3 separate regions of the Mus musculus genome follow, and regions 2 and 3 are each linked to region 1. Evidence: chromatin contacts called from public HiChIP or PLAC-seq and promoter capture Hi-C data. All regions are on one chromosome and are shown on one strand. The core of a region is the stretch at or near the end of the contact, and the rest is flanking DNA. Distances in the headings are between cores, read along the strand shown. Region 1 holds the start of Barhl2 (BarH like homeobox 2). Region 2 holds the start of Ephx4 (epoxide hydrolase 4). Region 3 holds the start of Lrrc8c (leucine rich repeat containing 8 family, member C).

The links. Promoter capture Hi-C pulls out the DNA fragments that hold promoters and counts their contacts. HiChIP or PLAC-seq counts read pairs in DNA pulled down with a chosen protein or histone mark.
Region 2: a promoter capture Hi-C map of embryonic stem cells shows a contact between it and region 1. The contact joins the promoter of Ephx4 here to the promoter of Barhl2 in region 1. A contact is called at or near these places in 3 of 39 promoter capture datasets (embryonic stem cells and liver), 1 of 484 Hi-C or Micro-C datasets (embryonic stem cells) and 2 of 9 other capture datasets (adipose tissue and embryonic stem cells).
Region 3: a contact with region 1 is called in an H3K27ac HiChIP or PLAC-seq map of embryonic stem cells, with 2.4 times the contacts expected there. The contact joins the promoter of Lrrc8c here to the promoter of Barhl2 in region 1.

The regions. Positions count from the first base shown.
Region 1 is chr5:106,456,854-106,459,595 of GRCm38.p6, reverse strand. Barhl2 (BarH like homeobox 2) reads left to right here and starts at 1,430. Exons shown (of 3, transcript NM_001005477.1): 1 at 1,430-2,370. The coding sequence starts at 1,755. It overlaps Gm33151 (a long non-coding RNA gene), which reads right to left and starts at 1,004. Exons shown (of 2, transcript XR_389476.3): 1 at 708-1,004; 2 at 1-153.
Region 2 is chr5:107,402,148-107,404,889 of GRCm38.p6, reverse strand. It overlaps Ephx4 (epoxide hydrolase 4), which reads right to left and starts at 1,377. Exons shown (of 7, transcript NM_001001804.2): 1 at 1,115-1,377. The coding sequence starts at 1,339. The region is part of intron 3 of Gm17202 (a long non-coding RNA gene); the gene reads left to right.
Region 3 is chr5:105,518,130-105,520,871 of GRCm38.p6, reverse strand. It overlaps Lrrc8c (leucine rich repeat containing 8 family, member C), which reads right to left and starts at 1,401. Exons shown (of 4, transcript NM_133897.2): 1 at 1,242-1,401.

The DNA of each region.
Region 1 (2,742 bases), core at 181-2,680:
GCGCTTCCCATTACTCTGACATTCAACAAGAGACAGGTTGGAGACGTCCTGAAGAAAGAATGCAAGTTGATACCCTCCGACAAGGCGGCGTCACAGTCGCGTTCCAGGTCCCAAATGGATCGGCGGTGACTGTTTCCTTTCCAAAACCAAGGCCTGCCACAGTGGGGAGGGGATGGAAGCATTGGAGGGAGGAGCTGCGGGAGCTCAGGCTGCGGACCAGCCACCCAGTTCCCGCGGCCCCACAGCAGCCTGATGCCGCAGGGAACCACAGCTGCCCGCGCCGCTGGAGAACGCCTCGCCCGGGGTTTTTCCCGGTTCGGGAGAAAGTGCTTGGCCCGGCATTTCTTCCAGCACAGGCTCTGACTGGAGACAAAGCGGGATTTGGAGCCAAAGGCCCGATCCTTCCCGACAGGGGGGTCAAAGATGTAGCCCCCCAGCTCAGTGCCTCTCCTGGATCTGCTACCCGGTTGGACCGAGCTGGAGCGCACCGGCTCCTGTGGGGAGAGTAGAGCTCAGACGTTGCAGGCCCACGCGGAGCTCTGGCTCTGGTGTCACACACTTCCCCGTGGGGTCCCTCAGCACCTCTATCCCCTGCTCCTCGTGTTTCCGCTCTGCTCAAGCGTGCTTGGGAACCGTGCGAGCGGGGCTGCGCTGCAGGCCACCGGGAGCCGCAGGATCCTTTTGCCCTTCGCGGCCTCTCCACTCACCCTCCAATCTGACTTAGCACGGGCACATCTAACGATCCGTACTGCTTCCCCGCTTCCCGCCCGGGGGCTCCCTTCTCCAGTGCCCTTCTGGTCTCTCCCCATCTCCCTGGCCGGGTACTCGTTACAGTGGGTACCACTTGGACCCCTGGAGTAGGCGTTGGGCTCAGGGCTGCGGGCGCACCGAGGTTCGGTTCTCAAAAGAGCAGCGGGGTTCGAGGCGCGCTGCTGACGGGCTGGCCAGGAGCGCGCCCATTGGCTCCCGGCACGCCGGCGTCGCTGGCTGGCGCGCAGCGGCCAATGGGGCGCGGGGCCCGGGCGGCGGGGGCGCGGGCGGGGAGCGGCGGCGGGGGCCGTGACGTCACGGGAGGGGGTCGGCGCCGCCCGCGAGCCCGCGGATGACAAGCCAACGCGCGGGGCAGCGGCGGGAGTCGCCGGGCGCCGCCTGTCCGCGGTCTCCTGCGCCCGCGCTTGCTCCTTCGCTGCTTCTCCTCCTCCCGGGGCGGCGGCGGCCGCGTTCGCTCCGCAACTTTCCAACAAAGTTCAGAAACTCGGCTCCGGGACTGCCGGGTCACGCACGGCGGTCACCTCCGGGACCGCCCGGCCTTAGCGGTCGCTGCACCTGCTCCGGCCGCCGCCGCCGCCGCCCGGGATCGGGCAGTGGGCAGACCCAGGCGGCGGCGGTGGCGGTGCAGGTGGCGGCGGCGGGGTTGCTCCAGCGGCCAGCATCTTAGTCTCGGTGCTGCTCTCCGCTGCCACCGCCCACGTGCGCGGTGGTCCAGCGGAGCGGAGCACACCTTCCCGCTTGTGGCATTTGGGGGCTTTCCCCTCAAATTTTTTTCTCTTTACTTTTTGTATAAGGGGGAAAAGTTGAGTCGAAAGTGCCCACCAATTGTCACCTCCCATTATCCTTCATTCCCTCCCCACTTTTTTTTTTTTTTAAAGCAGTGTCAACGCTTTTTAGTGTCTATTTTGTTTTACGATCGGTAGTTTCCCTTGCTTGGTCCCGGCGGCGGCTGATCCGCGGAGTAGCGTGGACCTCATGTAGAAATGACAGCAATGGAAGGGGCCAGCGGGTCGAGTTTTGGAATAGACACTATTTTGTCCGGTGCCGGTTCCGGGAGCCCCGGCATGATGAACGGGGATTTCCGATCGCTCGGTGAAGCGAGGACAACGGATTTTAGGAGCCAGGCCACCCCGTCACCCTGTTCGGAGATTGATACCGTGGGAACGGCGCCCTCTTCACCGATCTCGGTCACCCTGGAACCCCCGGAGCCGCATCTTGTGACAGACGGACCCCAGCATCACCATCACCTCCACCACAGCCAACAGCCGCCGCCACCATCCGCGGTCCCCGCGCAAAGTTTGCAGCCTTCGCCCCAACAGCAACCGCCGCCGCAGCCGCAGTCAGCAGCCCAGCAGCTGGGCTCGGCCGCCGCGGCCCCCAGGACTTCCACCTCTTCCTTTTTAATTAAGGACATCTTGGGAGACAGCAAACCCCTGGCGGCTTGTGCACCCTACAGCACCAGCGTTTCTTCTCCTCATCACACCCCGAAGCAGGAGAGCAACGCGGCACACGAGAGCTTCAGGCCAAAGCTTGAGCAGGAGGACGGCAAAACCAAGCTGGACAAGAGAGAAGACCCCCAGAGCGACATCAAATGCCACGGTGAGTTGCGCCGGAGCTGCCCGGGTCACTTGAGTGACCGCCGAAGGAGAGGGGCCTAGGCGTGCGATTTAGCGACGCACCTTAAGTTCTGTTGGTTACATTTCTGCCCCACAACCTTTGCGGCCATCCGGCTCCGTTCTTTGTTTTACTTAATTTTAAATGTGCTGGAGGAAGGTGGTAACTGAAGAGATAGGATGGGAGACACTTTTCGTTGAAAACAGAGGCTTACTTGGGATTTTTTTTTTTTCTTCTTTTAGCTGAGACCTTGGGAATGGGAGTGGGAAGGGGTGGAGAGAAGCTGGTAGCCAGTTGTGGTTGTCTAGGTCTGTGATCACAACTTGATGTTTATTTTTGAATGCAATACCACCCCAG
Region 2 (2,742 bases), core at 128-2,627, 950 kb before region 1:
AAAAATTATTTTAGTGGTGGTGAGTCTTGGAAGAATAAAATGCCAGGGCCACCAGATTGGATTTAATAAAGATTTTATCGCACTGGGTATATGCCAGGTTGATAATTATAATGATGAATTATAAATTATACTAAGTTATAGGTCCGTTGGCCTATGTTTTCTTCTCTTTTTCTTTGTGGTTCTCTTCCTCCTCCTCCTCCTCCTCCTCCTCTCCTTCTTCTCGAAACATGAACATACTTAATTCTCACATCAGTTTCAGGCTCCTTTTGCCTTTCTGAATCCCAGTTGCTGGGGAGTTTAGCTGCTGATTAAACGTCAGGCAGGACTCAGTAACACAAATATCTCCTTGTATGTTGCCTTTGAAAGGCTTGTGAGTCAGACTGTAGGTCGTATCACAGAGACTGTATCACTCCACCACCTGGCATCAGGAAATAGACCGTCTGTGGGCTGTGACAGAAGCTTGGACGAGGACGGACAATGAAAATCTGTTGGCACGGTTGACACTTTTATTTAAGCACAGAGAATGGAGCTTTATTAAGAAGTGGGTACCTACTTTGTATTCCATTCTCTCCTATTTTTGACTTTTTGCACCTACTTCCTTCCTCACAAACACAAACCATTTCTTATCCTTTAGTGCTGCCTAGGTCATCTGAGATTAGAAATGACTTTCCAAAGAACTGTCCACTCCCTCCATCTCAAAATCTGGACAGCAGGGCACCGCCAGGAGCATTATCCTGCAACTGATCTGAGCCCTAAAAGGCAAAAAAGGTAACAGGAGATAGCTTCTCCTTGCAGTAGGAGAGGGAGCAGAATTATTCTGAGTTGCTTCAGCAGGAGGAGGATCCAGTTAGAGAAATTTCACGTTCTGAAACACGCACCTCCCCCCCTCCACACACACACATAGGTTAAGGAGAGAGTGGAAAGCCATGATACTGACCCGCGGAACAGCCCCTGGCCAGGTCCCTCCTGCCTCCCCCTGGGGTCCTCCGGGTGCCCGCAGCCATCGGGACGCATCTAGGAACAATCGGCCCGGCGCCCTAGGCACCGCGGCTTCCAGGGCTCCCCACCCGCGTCCCTCTCCCTCCCCTGTCTCCAGGCCCGCGTCGGCCTTCACCTTGATGCGCACGTAGCAGTGAGTCCCTAAGGAGGGGTCGTTCAGGCACGCCGGAGGGTTGGCCCGGGCCGCCCGGCGGAAGGTCTGCGCCGGCGCCCTACCGATGCTCCACAAAAGTTTGAGCAGGTGGACGGAGGCGCACAGCCCGCAGTAGCCGTACACCAGGGACCAGTAGAGCAGGGCGCGCAGCGCGGGCAGCAGGCGGGGCGGGCGCGGCGGGGCCATGGGCGCCTGCGGGAGCCGAGCTGCGGCGTCCCTCCCGCGCCCGCCCGCTCGCCCCGCACACGCCGCGCGCCCGGGCCTCGGGGACCGCGCAGGGCGAGGCCCGGGCTGTCCTCCCGTGCCACGTCGCTAGAGCCGAGCGACATGAAGGCGACGCCGAACGCCATCCCCAGGTCCTGTCGAAGCTCCGGGCTCTGAACAGGTCCCAGCGCCCCGGTCCCAGAAGCCGCAGACCTTTTCCCGGATGTGAGAATCGCGGAGGGCGGGAGGGACTTTTGTACTGAACTGTGGTAATTATTTCTTCAGGTGGGCATCCCTAACACAATCTCTTACAGATATTAACTGTTTCTTAACTGAGTTCAAAGTTACCAAACACCCCAGCCAGAAAAAGCAAAAAGGCACTTTACACCAAGGCACAAGCAATCAATTAGCTTGTCCCTACCCTTAGCAAGGACTCCTCCCTCCTCCCTCTCTTCTTAATGTTCCCCTCCCCCTCCCTCCTCCCGCCCCCATTGGTGTAACTCTACAATAGTTTATCAGCCCTACCCCCACCCCGCCCCGTTAAGAAACATTCATTCTTCTTAGTCTTCCTTTACGTTCCTGTTTCCCTTCTCTTCCCTGACCTCCCTTGTGTGTGTGTGTGTGTGTGTGTGTGTCCGTCCGTCCGTCCGTCCGTCCTTCTAGAGATGCAGTTACAGGTGACTGTGCACCCCTCACCTCCGGAACTGAACTCAGGTCCTCTGAAAAAGCAGCCAGTACTCTTAACTGGTGAGCCATCTCTACTCATTCCTTCCATCTGAATAGCTTAGGGCTGTTATAAGTGTATCTACATAAAATGTTTCTGTGTGAACGTTTTTTTTTTCCTATTTCACCTAGAAATGAGACAGTGGGATAAGGTGGGTAAGTGTACCTTTGGCTTTCTGCGACAGAATCAAACTGGCTTCCAGAATGACTGCTCGGTGCTAGAGGTGTTGCTTAGAGCCTGGGTCCCATTCTTTAAAGCACTGTGTACTGAACTCTTAATTTCATTTGTTCCAGAGGTGCAGAGTGAACCCTTGATTCTCAATAAGAGGCACTATCTTCCGGAAGGAAGGAGCTGCCTGAGGGCAGAGCATGGGGGAGGGCAGCTGGGGAAGTGAATGTTTTAGAACAAAGTTTAATGACACATATGTCTGAATATGCCACAAAGGCTACCGCGTTATTACTGTTAATTACTGTTAAATAATGAATAAAAAGAATAAAGCCTACATTTATTTCCTAATGGCGAATAGTACCAGGCATCTTCTGTGTGATCACATGTCACTCAGCTATACTTTTCTCGACAAAGTGTCTATACAAATCTTCTGCTTGGTGTTGATCCCTGCCCCACCCCCATGGAAGCAGGGGTGGTGGGCCTGCATTCACTA
Region 3 (2,742 bases), core at 152-2,651, 940 kb after region 1:
TTTAAAATTACTCGTATTCCCCTGTCGCCCAAGTGGCATCTTAATGTCAGTCCACTCTACATCCTTGTCCAAGCTTCAGCAAAGCACTGCATACTCGGCAGAAATGTGACCGTTAGCTAAGGCCACACTTCATATGCTACTGCAGTCTGTAGATGTGAAACAGCACCTCTAAAGGGTAATAAGGCTCTATGAGCCAAACCTGGACACTCCCACAAAGATCAATTAGTCTTATTTTTCACTTTAAGGAGGATGGGAGCCCAAAAATGTTTCCTAACTAATTTGTTGCGAGTTTAAAAATACTTAAGGAGTTGGAAACTCAGTAAAGCTCTGCCCTCAACCTCTAATAAAACATCCGCATTAAGCATGGGGACTAGATGTGGGCTGAGCCGTTGCAAAGAAAGGTAACTTGAAGGATTTTAAAATAACTGAAATCTGATGTACACAGCCAAGTGTTGGGGGAGGGAAACATTAGCTGCTGGAAAAAAAGAAAGGCTTTGGCGTCTATAGAGCACACCCTGAGGCTCCCAAGGGGCTAACTCCATCCCAAACACCTCTACGCTGGAGAAGAGAGAGAGAGAGAGAGAGAGAGAGAGAGAGAGAGAGAGAGAGAGAGAGAGCCTGCTAGCCTGCTAGGGTCAGTTTGGGATGAAGGCAGAAATCCTGGCCGCAGTTGCTGGCCTAGACACCTGGCCTCCAGGGTCTTAGGATGCAGAGCAGCCCCCTCCGGCCCCTCTGGACTTGCAGGTGAGCGGACTAGTGCTCACTGGATCTCTGTGTAGACCTTCGATTTCCCCCTCCTTCCTCAAAAAGTGTAACTTCAGGCATCTTCCAGGGAGGAGAGGGGGTTGGGGAGAAGAGCAGAAAAAACAGGCCCCAGCATCTCCGGGGGTTTTGAAGGTAGGGAAGGAGAATGGCCATCCCTGCAGCAACCGCGTTTTCTCCTAGTACGCCCCTCCCCCAGTCCCCAGAACCTAGCGGCCAGGCTGTACTGGGCTCCCGGCTGGGGGTCCCTGGCGCGGACGCCAGGGCCCGCGTGGGTTGGGTGGGGTTGGGGTTAGCGGGATCCCCGAACCGCACGCTGAGTAGGCGACCACAATGTGCCTGTCCCAGAGCCCTGGGGAAGCAGGGTCACGAACGAGGGAGGGTGGACGGGTCCAGGCTGGGGCGCGCCCAGAGAACCGAGGCTAGTGGCAGGGTGCTGGCCGTCCCTCTCCATCCCTCCGCGGGTCCCCGGCACTTACCTCTGGGGGCGAGGGTATCCGCAGAAAAGGATGCCAGGGCGCGGCGAGCTGTGTCCGGGTTGGGCTCAGCGGCGGCAAGCGACCGCGGCGTCGCTGCTCATGGCTTGTCGCGCTCAGAGTGCTGCGGCCACGGCCGCGGCGGCGCCTCGGTCCTCGTCTTCTTCGCGGGCTCTGAGCCGGGACGCAGCTAACGCCCCAGCTCCGCAGCCCTGTTCCTCCTCCCCGGTGCCTCCCCGCCTGCAAGCGGAGCCGCCTCCAGCGCCGCCCCGCGCGCCGCCTGGCCCGCGGCAGCCAGCGCCGCCCAGCGCCCAGCCCCGGGGTCGCCGTCGGCTGCCGAGCCGCCGCCGCGGTGCCAGCCCCGCTGTGACGCAGGCAGCGATGCCCGGGAACTTCCTCCTCTGCCGAGACCACCAGGCGTCCAGGGCAGGCGGGCCCGCGCTGGGCGGGCCCCGGGTTCCCCACCGGGAAATCAAGCCTCTCCGCGGCTGGATGATTCCGCTGCTCAGAGCTGCCTACCTGGTTGGCACAGCAGGGAAGATCGGTCCTCTGCCTCCTGTGTGCAACCCTAACAATGCCAAAAAGCGGGTGGTTTCTGTGAGCCCGCCATCCGCTCTTACACCGCAGCTCCTCCCTGGGCTAAGTTGAAGCAGAGCGGCTGCTGCTAAAAATAGCCCTCCTGGGAACTCCCAGAGGGTCAGGTTGGAGATAACCCCTCCCCAGAGAATGAAAGGTCCAGGAAGCGGGTGGAGAGGGGGCGGTGGTATATATGAGGGGAACAGGGAAGAACGAAAAAAATCCGATGCCCGTAGTTTACAAAGCCTTAAGACCCTGGGCAACCTCAATCCCATTGACCAGCTGGCAGGAGTCCCTCGTTACTGGACCCTGCAAGATGGGCTTCTGGGCTTTGAGCAGCAGGTGCCGTTCCATATGAAAGCTCCGCCTACGATTTTGTGTGGGCAGAGGTGGGGATCGTGTGTGTGTGTGTGTGTGTGTGTGTGTGTGTGTGTGTGCAAAAGAGTTAACAATGTGCCCCGAACCACCTGTTGTTTAGACGATGTAGGGGAGGGATTCTCTCCCAGCCATTGATCTGAGCCTTGGGTTTGTCTGCCTATCTCTCTGCCCAATTATAGTTTAAAAGCACAAACTAGCATCTTGAAAGCTGGCATCTCCCTAAAAAGAAAAATTGCCTATTGGGGGAAAAAGTGCAGATAAGATCACTGTAGCAGTCGAGAGAGAGAGAGAGAGAGAGAGAGAGAGAGAGAGAGAGAGAGAGAGAGAGAGAGTTTGTCAGTAACCAGCTGGCTGTCCTCAGAGCACTTGACGCAGATAAAGAATTACTCTGCCCTGGCAGTCTGGGAGAGACAGAAGAGGACAAAAACGGGCAGCCAGCAGCCATTAACTAGTTTGTGTGCTCCTGCATGGTGAGTTTATAGAAGACAATCATTTTCCAAGCCATGATAAAAAGCAGGGTATGGGGGCCGTGGGGGAGGAGCCTATTCCT